Linked DNA regions of Sus scrofa: region 1 is linked to region 2. Evidence: chromatin contacts called from public Hi-C data. All regions are on one chromosome and are shown on one strand. The core of a region is the stretch at or near the end of the contact, and the rest is flanking DNA. Distances in the headings are between cores, read along the strand shown. Region 1 overlaps TRIM2 (tripartite motif-containing protein 2). Region 2 holds the start of MND1 (meiotic nuclear division protein 1 homolog).

Evidence for each region. Hi-C and Micro-C count contacts between places; a contact is called where the count stands out from the background.
Region 1: a Hi-C map of embryonic fibroblasts shows a contact between it and region 2, with 2.5 times the contacts expected there. The contact joins the enhancer-like site here to the promoter of MND1 in region 2. A contact is called at or near these places in 1 of 5 promoter capture datasets (fetal skeletal muscle) and 5 of 47 Hi-C or Micro-C datasets (alveolar macrophages, embryonic fibroblasts, fetal heart ventricle and 1 more).

What each region holds. Positions count from the first base shown.
Region 1 is chr8:75,868,336-75,874,757 of Sscrofa11.1, reverse strand. The region is part of intron 1 of TRIM2 (tripartite motif-containing protein 2); the gene reads left to right. Among named protein-coding and RNA genes, the nearest start is that of TRIM2, 68 kb to the left of the region's middle. Within about 2 kb of position 3,012, at least 21 of the 83 cell types and tissues checked have an H3K27ac peak or open chromatin away from gene starts, as enhancers often do.
Region 2 is chr8:75,752,114-75,758,518 of Sscrofa11.1, reverse strand. MND1 (meiotic nuclear division protein 1 homolog) reads left to right here and starts at 2,749. Exons shown (of 9, transcript XM_005653581.3): 1 at 2,749-2,783; 2 at 6,084-6,125. The coding sequence starts at 2,781.

The DNA.
Region 1 (6,422 bases), core at 1,763-4,262, 120 kb before region 2:
TCTATTTTACCGAATAAAATATAAGACCTTGAGAGGCAGTAATTTCTCCGTGATTTCATAGCTGATTGTGTCCTCGTTGGCTCATTGTCAGAATTTACTTAAAGTAAACGCAGAGGTTTTTTTTTTTTCCTCTCTCACTTTCAAGAGTTGTGATTGTTTTCACTAATGAGCTCTTCTGTCCCGAGGCTGGCCCTTTGCAGCGCTCCCAGCCTCGTCCCACTGAAGTCACTCCCCCGAAAGGACAGACTTTGCCGCGTATTTACAGGGGTGGGGGCGGCGGCGGAGGTGGGGGGGGACTGATGCGTGTTGGAGAAGAGTTGGGAGGACCGCGCCCCCCTTTTTCTGCCCCTGGGGCTGCGATTGGTCCTTCTCCGGGGACCGGCCGCTCCAGCCCGAAGTAGGGAGCAGGGAGATCCGCCGGCCCCGGGCCCCGGGTGCGTGCGGTTAGCGCGTCCTTTGTGCGGGGATTAGCCGCCGCGCCAGGGCCGGGAACGCGGGCGGGCGCCGCGCAGCGCGTAATCCAGGATTTGCCGCGGCCCCGCGGCGGATGGAAAACAGATGTGTCCGCCCCGGGCCTGAGCACGGGATGGAAGTGACCGATCCGATCGCCTTCTGGAACCGAGGACACGGAGTTGAGGCCCTTCGGGATCCAGCCGGGAGGCGGCTGGCCCTCGGTTCGTCCGCTTTGGCGGCTTCAGCCTAGAGCCCGGCTTCAGTCCCCGCGGGCCGTGCGCGCCTCTTCTGACGCCGTCGCGCAGTAAGTGGGTCCTCTCTCGGCTGCGGCCCGGGCCCAACCCGGCCATCTGGAGTCTCTGCTCCGGGCAAGGTCCGCGTGGACCTAGGTGTGCGGAGCCGCGGGAGACTCCGCTTCCGGGTCCTGGCGGGGGACCGGGGGTTGGGGGGGGCGGGGACCTGCTGCCAGGCCCGCGCCTGCCTGGGTCTCCGGGGGCGGGGACCCTCCGCCAGTCTCGAAAGCTGTGCCCCGAGCTTCGGAAGTAAAGCTTTTCACGTCATTTTGCACTGAGGGAAAAAAGAAAGAAAGAAAAAGATGCTCTGTAACCTTAAAGCGGTAGATTTAATCCTTGTTCAGAAGATGGGTTTCCTTCTCTCTTTACATTTTGGTCGTTTCCCTACTACTGAAATCAATTGCCTTCCTAATTAGCCTTCACGCTGACCCTCTGCCCGAGTTCATACTACCGTCTGGCTTCTTAGAGGAGGGAGATGTTGATGTTTGAGGGTTTTCAGGGTTTGTGTGTTTTGTTTTTTTGATTAATAAATCCTGAAAATACATGCCCCGTATTGAAAACTGCATGTGCACAAATTAGGTAGGAGGCCAGGAGTGGGCAGGAGGGTTTGTCGCATGAAATGCCTGTCAGATCCCAAGCATTCTTTGAACCCTAAACTGGTTCCCACCAGTAATTCAATCCCCACAAGCCTCGGGTTCATTCTTCACCCCTTCCCTCCCGCTCGAATATACCAACCTTACTTTATGAGCAAAGACAGCGTTAGATTCGGCTGTTTGGTAAGTGGTTACTGTTAAAGCACCTGGAGTTCCAGATATGCAAAGAGGTAGCGAACCCAGGGTGGGAGGGGTTGTTGTTCCTGTGGGAGTAGGTATGTCGATGCCCTTCCCCCCCCCCGGAAACAGTTTTTAGCCCATTTTGTTCTTAAACTGGAGAGTTAACTTTCCCATCAATCATTGTAGAACGCAGTTACGGACTTCTTGCGGGGCTCCTTGTATTTCCGGGTTCCATGACTAGAGAGGTGGCAAAGTTACCTTGCTTGTTTCTAGCTCCGCTGTCCTGACCTCTAGTCTCAGACTGCCACGTGATTTCACCCCTGGCAGCCCTAGTACCTGCCTTGTGGCTGAAAGAAACAAAAGAGCAGGAATGACTCACAATCCTCTGGCTACCTCAACCTTAACCAAAGATGCAAAGTATTTGATTAAATTCTTTATGACGCAGGTTCCATTGTTTCCTTCCTCTTCAAATCTAGGTCCATCTAGCAATTAAAGATCAATTTAAAAAACAAACAAAACCTCCACCTGTCTCCTCCTTTAGAGTAAACAGGGATTTGATTGAGTTGGGGGTGGCCACCCACACTAATAAACTGTTTTTCTGGTGAGATAATTCCGTCATATTCGGGCTGGCACACAGGATGGATGGCACCAGATCTGCTCTCTCACCCGCATGTTTACACATTCTTTTCCTAGGACGCTCCCTTTTTTTTCTATCATTTTCTATACTGTCCCCTGTGAGGTACATACCATGACTCTATTTTGCATCATAGAATCTAGGATATCATTACTTTTCAGTGTCAAGCTTGTTTAGATCACAGTGTCCCTTTATCAGTATTCTCAGAACATTTTCCCAAATCCCACCTTTATTTTCCTGGAAAACTCTTTCATCTATTCAATCCTCCATTGGAAATGCCTTCGTATCTTTCAAAAGTAAAGATGGCGCCTACATCTGGGATTATTTTTCTTGCATCATTTTCCTGTTGACATGCATGGTTTCCTGATTGTCTGGTCAGCTTGTTATTTTTGCTTCATATGGAAACACACATGGAAAGAACTTCTAATCTAATGTAAATGGGTTAGGGAGTCTCCCTGAGCATTAACTGCGGACACACTGATCTGTTCTTTGGTCTGCCCTTGGGTTGAATTCTGTCCTTGGAATTTCTGTCCACTGCTTACTCTAGAAAGAAGCTAGATATTTACCTTGGGGCTCAGGAGTGACTTGTTTATTTGACCTTTTCTGCGTGGCTGTAACTCACCACCTCTCCAGCTACTGCTTGTTGAGAATTTGGCCTGTTAGGCAGAGAACACCCAATCTGGTAATACAGCAGTGCTCAAGGAACCTTTCAGAGTGTCAGCCTGAAATCCTAAAGTCTGGAAAGATAACATCATCAGAACTTTCTTCTTCTCTCATTACTCCATGAAAAATGACATTGCTTGGTTTATAGCAAAGCTATCTTGGACTATAAATTCCCCAAAGACAATCTCAGCTTGATTTAGGTTCTAAAAGTTCATGCTGGCTGGTGCTGGCAAGATGCTTCCAATGCTGCTGCTAATGATGCAGATAATGGTTGACCTTTAGGGTTGCATGAGAAAATACTTTTCAGGATATCTGTTTGTGAGGCCTCTCTGAGACTTTCATCTTAAAAACCTTGAGTCAAGGCTGAGGGACTGTCATACTCTGTCACCCGCATTATTTTGTTGTTGTTATTTGGTTTTGGTTTTGGTTTTGGTTTTAATGCCTTCTCTTGTGGCATATGGAAGTTCCTGGGCTAGGGGTCAAATTAGAGCTGCAGCCTCAGGCCTACACCACAGCCACAGCAATGGCAGATCCTTAATCCACCGAGTGAGGCCAGGGATTGAACCCGAATCCTCACGGACACTATGTGGGATTCTTAACCCGATGGGCCACAGTGGGTACACCGGCATTATTTCTTACACCCTTATATATCAGACCTTAAGGCTGACCTGCCAGTTAGCAGGTCTGAAAAAGTCCCTGCAAGTTATCTGTGAGTTTAGTTTATTTCTTTGACATGCTCAGTGTCTGTGCTTAGAGTTAGGAGAAATGGGTAAATCAAGCTTTGAGATAAGCAGCTAGAGGAGAAATGAAGGGGAGTAAATCTAGTGATGCAGAACTGACTATTTACTAGCTATTCAGCTTTTCTGGGTTTTTGTTTGTTTTGTTTTGTTTTGTTGTCTTTTTAGGGCTGCACTTGCAGCATATGGAGGTTCCCAGGCTAGGGGTTGAGTCAGAGCTACAGCTGCCGGCCTACACCACAGCTCAAGGCAACACTGGATCCTTAACCCACTGAGCGAGGCCAGGAATCGAACCCTCGTCCTCACGGATGCTAGTCGGGTTCGTTAACCACAGAGCCACGATGGGAACTCCAGGTTTTATGTATTTTTAAAAGTAGCGGAAGAGTTCCCAATGTGGTTTAGCGGGTGAAGAACCCAACATAGTGTCCGTGGGAATGTGGATTTGATCCCTGGCCTCGCTCAGTGGGTTAAGAATCCAGCACTGCCGCAAGATGCTGTGTAGGTCACAGATGCGACTTGGATCCGATGTTGCTGTGGCTGTGGCTTGTCCTCAGCTGCAGCTCTGGTTTGACCTCTAGCCTGGGAACTTCCATATGACACAGGTAAAAAAGAAAAAATACTAAAGATTTTAGTGGAAATGCAACCTCAGAAAGTGAGCTGTTGTTGGCAAATATTTTGTCTTACATTCTGATTCCTTCCTATGTAAAACTATTATTTTTGCATATCCTGCCTTTGATTCTTTTCTTAAGCCTTGACCCAAATATCCTCTTCCTCAAATTTATAGTATATTCTTCTTTTTCATAACATACTGGATGGCTAGATGAAATTTATTTAGGCAGAAGGGCTGGCCAGGAAGATTTGGGTGTGTCCTTGAGTCAAACACTGTATCTGTCAGCATCTTTATTAATTTATGATGGTGTAGAAGGTCTCAAATAGAAGCTGGGGTGCTGATTCATTTCCGCCTTAACTGTAGTCAAATGAACCCACACACACACTTCTGGAACCAGAGCAATTTGTACAGATATGCTGGAGGCGATTGGAGTTCTGGGAGTTGATTAGCCCTTTAAATCACCCTCTCCTTATTGGATATATTTTTCAGGTTTCAGAATGTCTGCTCTTGGAGGGATGTCTTTTTAATAGAATCAATGATTTAAACCAAAATATCAAGAGAGGTGCAAAGTCTTGCTGTATCTCTCATTAGGATCAGGACTAGGGTTTTAGAGCTGTCACCACAGGCCTTCAGGGATGCTGATTTTTTTTATTATTATTTTGTTTTTTAGGCCACACCTGTGGCATACGGAGGTTCCCAGGCTAGGGAATCAGGGTTGCAGCTGCTGGCCTATACCACAGCCACAGCAGCACCAGATCTGAGCCACATCTTTTACCTACACCACAGCTCAGGGCATTGCTGGATCCTTAACCCGTTCAGCGAGGCCAGGGATTGAACCTGCCGCCTCATGGATACTAGTCAGGTTCTTAACCCACTGAGCCACAGTGGAAATTCCCAGGGATGCTGATTTTTGAGGACCAGGAAGTAAACAGGGGTCCCTTGAGAAGAGAGATGTGCCGTAAGCTGAGACGTGAAGGATTAGACCCAGTTTTGTCTTAGATGGTTCTATCCAATTGGGTAGAAGAAAGGAAAGCTGTTTTTTTTTTTTTTCAAGCCCAGTCTGCCAGCCAACAGGATTTATTGAACAAATATTAAATTTCAAGCCCTGGCTTCATGATCTGAAAAGTACAATAGTGTAAAAGGCAGAGCATAAGCCTTGAAGGAATTTTCAAGCCTCAGCAGTACCTTTAGACCTCAGCAAACATCCTTCTCCCACCTGGTCACGGATTTCATCACCTGGGAAGCCAGGTCTAGGCTGTGGTAGAAGCCCCTTTCTGTATAGTTCAGCTCAGGGAAACTTCCTCTTTTTTTTTTTTTTTTTTTTTCTTTTATGGCTGCACCCACAGCATATGGAAGTTCCCAGGCTAGGGGTTGAACTGGAGCTACAGCTGCCAGCCTACACCACAGCCACAGCAATATGGGATCCAAGCTACATCTACAACCTACACCACAGCTCTCGGCAACGCCAATCCTTAACCCATTGAGGGAGGCCAGGGATTGAACCCGTTGGGTTCGTTACTGCTGAGCCACAGTGGGAACTCCCGATTCCTTTGTTCTTGGCTCTTCAACGTGACCTGAACAAAGTGACACTTGCTACCTAACCCCAAGACTCCTGGTCAGTATGTGCCTCTATTTCTATAGCATTCTCCCAGCCACCAAGCAGTTCAACAGCGGCCAGCACCAAAATGATCCATAATGGGGGCAGAGTTATCCTTGAGCCTGGCCTTAAGGACAAGATCAGTTCTCTTTAACCATGAAAATGGCCTCACAGACTAAACAAAGGCACACCTGTCTCCTCTGCTGACTACATGCAATTTATTTAAATTCATGTGACACATTCGACAGTAGGGTCAAAGCTCTATTATAAAACTACCTGAAAGAATGCATTTTCTGGGCCTTGGCTTAGAGATAAAAAAAAGGCATTAGCCACATTGAAAGGGATTTGCATCTTGTTAGCTTGCCTGGATGTCCTTGCTGCTTGCCCAGGAGGGTGCGTGACTATCTTTGTAGCTGGGCAGCCTGCCTTCATTGTAACTCTGCTGGGAGTGGAAATAGTGAGCTGGGGGTGCAGGATGGGGAAGGGAAAGGGCAGGAACCTGTAGGACTCAGAAGAGGGGAAGCAAGAGGTCAGTGCTGACTCCTCCCTTTTTTTTGTGTAGTTCACAGTCAAGGGCTACATCTCGGTTAAGGGCTGCGTCTCAGGGTGCAGTCATCTCTCAGTATTGGTGGGTGAATGGGCTCCTTGCACGCTGGCGGCCC
Region 2 (6,405 bases), core at 1,500-3,999:
GCAGATATTTAATTTTTTTTTTTTTTTTTTTTTTGCTTTTTAGGGCTGCTCCTGCAGCATATGGAGTTTCCCAGGCTAGGGGTTGAATTGGAACTGCAGTTGCCAGCCTACATCATAACCACAGAAACATGGGATCCAAGCCGCATCTGCGACCTGCACCACAGTTCACAGTAATGCCAGATCCTTAACCCATTGATCGAGGCTAGGGACCAAACCCACATCCTCATGCATCCTAGTCGGGTTCATTAACCGCTTGAGCCATGAAGGGAACTCCCCGGATATTTAAATTTTTTGAAAATGAAGTTAATGTGTGCCTCAAGTTTTTGCAAAACAAGAATTTTTTTCAATAAACAAATGCCATTTGCAGCTACCTGGATGGACCTGGAGATTATCATGCTAAGTTGAGCATGTTAGAGAAAGACAAACAATGTATGTTATTGCTTATATGTGGAATCTAAAATATGACACAAAGGAACCTATCTACAAAACTGAAATGGACTCACAGACATAGACCACAGACTTGTTGTGGGGGGAATGGAGAGAAGCATTGGGAGTTTGGGATTATCAGATGCAAACGATTATATAGATAAACAACAAGGTCCCTGTATAGCACAGGGGACTATAGTCAATATCCTGTACCAAACCATAATGGAAAAGAAAATAAAAAAGAATGTATATGTATGCATAACTGCGTCACTTTGCTGTACAGCACAAATAAACACAACATTGTAAATCAACCATACTTCAATCAATCAATCAATAAAGACCATTTGGATACCATAACAAATGCTAGACGGTGGATACATGATCCAGAATTACGATGCTACAAATACTTATTTGCTTTCATACTTTACATAGTACATCTGCTTGCCCATAATATTGCAAAACTTGGAGTGTCTGAAGACATCTGAACGGTCTATCAGATAATTTCAGAATTCCATTGGTGAAAATAGTAAATAGGAAAGCACTACTCGATGTAAATATTTTTAAAGTAAAATACCCTTCGTTTTTTTACTTGAAAACCATGTCTAGATATCCCTAAGTCAATGACAAGATGGTGTTTTTAGATAGCTGGTACATTTATTTAATCCACATTTACTGAATGTTTATCATGTGTCAGGCATGCTAGGCCTTAGTGATACCAAATAAATGGTGTGCTTAGTCGCTGCCACAGAAAGAAGTTGATATCATAAGGAAGCTGCTCAAGTAAATAATTACAAAATGGATCTGAGGTGCTGTGATGCAACTGTACAGAGATCTTATCTGCTTGTGGGGTGGGGTGAGGAGGCAGAGAGGAAAAGATTCCTAGGTGCTACCTCTGAGCTGTTCAAAGGATGGGTAGGAGTCACCCAGGGGAAGAAAGGCTATTCTTGATGGAACAAGCAGCCTGGGAGCAGATAAAGGCGAGGCCTCCCACAAATGTCACCTTTATTTTTTTTCCTTTTTGTGGCTGCACCTGCAGCATACGGAAGTTCCCAGGCTAGGGGTTGAATTGGAGCTGCAGCTGTAGGCCTTTGCCACAACCACAGCAACACCAGATCCAAGCTGCATTTGTGATCTATGCCACAACTTGTGGCAACAAGGATCCTTAACCCTTTGCGCCAGGCCAGGGATTGAACCCACTTCCTCAGACACTATGTTGGGTTCTTAACCTACTAAGCCACAACAGGAACCTCCACCTTTATGATTTCTGACAACTCTATAGCACGTGCATAATTACTTAATATTTTTCTTAAATATCCCTTCAATTTTTTACTAACATACCTACTTTGGCTGTATCTTGAGCAACACGTGAGAAATCTAGGGTATGGTGCCTTAATTACACATTTTCTAATACTAGAATTAGAATGCCAAATGACTACACTTTCACAGTTTTAAAATTATTTCATGTTGTACAACTGAATATCGAGCTCTAAGAAATATTAAATTAGTGAAACCCTAAGCAATTCAATATATCCCTTACCTTACTTCTGTAAGAAACAATAGCAGATATAAATTTGTTTTAGATGCCACTCTATTTCTAGTAAACTTAATGTCCTTTAAAATATATATCTATATCGTACAATAACTTTCAGTATAATTGAAAAGTCTGAGTTAATTTTCTAGCATCTTGAGGAGGAGGGTCCTGAGCTTTTGATCCGAATCGTCATCTCTTGTCAAGTAATGCGGTAGCAAATTTTCGACCATTTTGATTTGAAATTCGGTCTCCTTCATAAAAAAAAAAAAAAAGTCAAACATACAAACAAAGGGATTTTAAAAAGCTAGAAAAGCAGTAGAAAAAAAAGCGAGAAGTTAAGGCGTGAAATTAGAAGAAAGTCCGCTCCAAACCACGCAAATCCTGATGGATTTCCTTCCCCTGCAACAAAACTGCGTGTTTTTAAATAAAGGCAAACTTAGGCCGCGTTTCCGCTGAGCGAAGACGTAAAGGCGAGGGCTTTCCTCTCCAAAAAAAAAAAAGTCACAGTCACCAAGAGGGAGAGAAGAGGGGACTTTACTCGCCTGAATCTCCCCTGCTTGCCTGCATCTTCCTCTTTCCGCGGCAACTCGATTCCCCTTCGCGCGGACCTTCGGAGCCAAACGGGCCCCGCCCCCAGGAAGGCCCCGGCCAGCCTCTTGGAGGGGCCGCCAGGGGTCGCTGCGCGCTCTCTGGGCTTCCTTCACCTCCTCCCCGCCGCAGCTCCGCCCCGGGGGCGGGGTCGGCGCCAAAATCAAAACCTCGGGGCCCGCCCCGCCCCTCGCGGCGCACATGCCCCGCCCCCGGAAGACGTGCCGTCCGCGCCATGGTAAGAGTTGGGGGCGCCCTCCCCGGTACCCTTTACCCCCGTGGCGGGGCCGCCGAGCCTCTTGGCCGCGTCGGACGGCCCTGCGTCGGCCGTCCGGGCGGGCAGCGGTGCCGGCTTTCGCGCCAAGTCGGCGCCTCGGCTGTCCCTCGCTTTCCCACCCCCGCGGCCCGAGCCGAGAGGCTGAGGCGCCGCGCTGGGACCCCCGCCCTCGTGCTCCAGCGCCCTCCCGGGCGGGTTAGTTCAATACGGAGCGTTGGAAAACGTGCCCCGAGTATTTCCTAAAGCCAGCAGCATAAGCAAGACCACGAGTCGCTGCCCGAGCACAGCGCCTAGGCTCCCGCCCCCGACCGAGCACAGGAGGAGGGGGCGCAGAGTTGCCCAGGGACCCGCTTGACCTCGGACGGTTGCGTGGTTGCAGACGCTATAACACTAGAGTACATTTCAGAATCGCGTAGTCTCCAGGGTGACCTAACGAATCTGCACACTGTGCCACTTAGATATTTCTGCGAAAATGCGTTGGTTTTTACCGAAAGGCGGGAATCCCTGTCCTTTTGTGCTTCAAAGGGACTGCTAGTTGGTTGGGAGTTAGTCGCTTTATTAGGGAAGCACTGAGTCTTTGTTGCATGCAAGGATGGAAGGTTAAGTCCTGGGAAGATTCCAAATTGTCTTTCCCTTTGTGAATTTGATGTCTTTCCGCTCATCAAATCATTTTTTATAAACCTCCCAGGTTTTATCCTATTCCTTCCTTGCTCGCCCCGCCCCCGCCCCCGCATCTCTTCTGTTGGTGGAGTCAACCTCTAATGAAATGAATCTGAGCTTTTAATATCTTAATTAAGTGGCCGTTATTTTATTAAGCTAATGGTGGACAGGGATCTAGTTTGCATGGCGTTTATTTGTAGGTACTTGTCCAGATGTAGTTATAACTGATAACGGCTTCTTTGTGGTTTAACTTAACAGCCCAGCCACCTGGGCATACACACTGGTGTAGGAAGCCAAACAGGCCCCCACTTCAATCAGGAACCTGTGCTCCCTGATATATTTTTTATAGAGTTACTGCCCTGATAGAACTAACTGCTGAGAGCTCTGCAGTACACGTGCATTAACTTTTTCTGTTTTTGTCTTTTTACTTAATCTGTCTCTACACCTGAATCACTTTCTAATTACTAAATGGTTTCATGTACTAACTTTTCTGATGTTTACCTCGTGATGGAGAAACATGAAACAAACTAGTTCTCATAAGATACACACTTCCTATTTTTCCTGCATTATTAGGAAATAAGTTTAGTGTTCTGTTGATCAAAGATAATTTTTGTTCTCTGTTAATACGTGTTTCAGTTTGGTTACACTTGCTGCATAAACAGTTGTTATTGAGTCCAGGCATATTTTTGGAATTGGAGAAATGCAATATGGTCTCTCACTTCCAAGGGTAGCAGTTATTACCTACTTTTAATTTTTCACAATGTTATTGCAGTTGATCAATTGGACTGACTTGAGGAATGCTGTAACTCCTAATTGGAGAAGGTTCTTTCATTGCCTCAAGTCGAGTTCACTTACTCATTTGAGTACATCTCTAACTTACACTATGGGGATTTTCTTTAATCTTAAGTATTACAGGAGATCTTGTTGATTTGGGGGAAGGGAAATTTCCAAATTTAGATTAGTATGGTATCCTTTTTCATAAGTTTTTGTTTTTTTGTTTTTGTTTTTCAGGGTCGAACTTGTGGCATATGGAAGATCCCAGGCTAGGGGTCAAATCGGAGCTGTAGCTGCTGGCCTACGCCACAGCCACAGCAACTCCAAATCTGAGCTGCATCTGTGACCTACACCACCGCTCACAGCAACGCCAGATCCTTAATCTGCTGAGCAAGGCCAGGAATTGAACCCGTGTCCTCATGGATACTAGTCAGATTCGTTTCCACTCATATACTCTCCTGCTGTGGTTAATAATAAAACCTATTTGTAGTCAGAAACAGACTGATGAATAAATTAGCCTGAAATCAGTGTTGTCAGTTGATAGATCTCATCCATGTTTCCTGAGTAACTTTCACAGCTGCTAAGCTGACTGTTGAGGGCTTTCCTGAAGCTGTGTGCCCTCAGGGCATCAGGTTCTCCTAGATGCCTCCTAGATTCTCCCAGATCTCAACAGCCTCTGTGCGGTAGATTGTTATAGAGTCCAGGGGCTCTCAGGGAGCAGTTTTTTTGTTTTTGTTTTTTGCATTTTATGGACTCAGATGTGGCATATGGACATTCCCAGGCTAGAGGTCAAATTGGAGCTGTAGGTGCCGGCCTTTGCCACAGCAACTCAGGATCCGAGCCTTGTCTGTGACCTACCCTGCAGCTTACAGCAACGCTAGATCTTTAACCCACTGAGCAGGGCCAGGGATCAAACCCACATCTTCGTGGATACTTGTCAGGTTCATTTCTGCTGAGCCACAACAGGAGCAGTTTATAATACCAAAACATTAGGAGCCTTTTCTAGAACTTTTGGAACTATTTTCCACTGAAGCAGCCACAGACTAAAGCCCTAAAGGGATTATCACTGCCTCACAGAGCCCCTAACATAACCTCTAGATTCTGGCCTGAGCAAAGCTGTGTTCTCAATCCTGGGGCACAGTCAAAGCACCTGAAATATTAAAAATATGAGGCCAAGGCCCTGTCTCAGAGATTTTGATTCATTTCATGTAGGATGTGCCTGGGTATCAGAAGTTGTTAAAAGCTCCTGAAATGATCTAATCTCTGTAAGGCAGTTTGAGAACAACTGGACTAGAGAAATAGGTTGAATGGGCCTTCTCTCTGGGTGTGAATTTCTTGCTTTATTCAGATACTGCAGAGGCCAGCATGAAGGGAGGCTGATAACACAGTATTGAGCTCTAGCTCTCTATGTGTAGTGAACAGATCTTCATGGTTTATGGTTTCATGGAACTTGCCTACCTGAGATTTCACTGGTTTACCTCTCCAAGCATGGCAGTAAATGATTATCACAGAATTTCTTTTGATCAATTCACCCTGCAATTATTTATATGAGTACAAGGGGTGTTGTGGGGTTTGGGAGCCTAAATAGCCTCAGACTGGGGGGTTGGCGCTTTAGAGACATGGTGGTAAAATTGAGAACTGGTCTTTATATTGACTCTTCTTTGGGAAGGCAAAGGCAGTTCAGGTACTGAAGAACTCTTGTTTTATTTTGTGTTTTTATTGAATGAAAGATTCTTTAAACTCTACAATGCTTTATAATTTTCAAAAGTTTCATGCACCATGATTTCATAGAATCCCATGATAACCCTTTTCCCCCTTACTCCATAGTGCTTCTCCCCGCTGGTGACTGCTAGTGTGCTCTCCATATCTGTGAGTCTTCTTTGTTTCATTCATTAGTTTGTTGTGTTTTTTAGATTCCATATATAAGTGATAGCAAACAGTATTTGTCATTCTCTGACTTATTGAACTTAGCATAATGCCCTCCAGGTCCATCTGTGTTGCTACAAATGGCAACATCTTTTTTTTGACTGAGTAGTAGTCCATTGTGTGTGTGTACATCTTTATTCATCTACTGGATACTTAGGTTACTTCCATGTATTGGCAATTGTAAATAATACTAGTATGAAGGTTGGGATGCACATATCTTTTC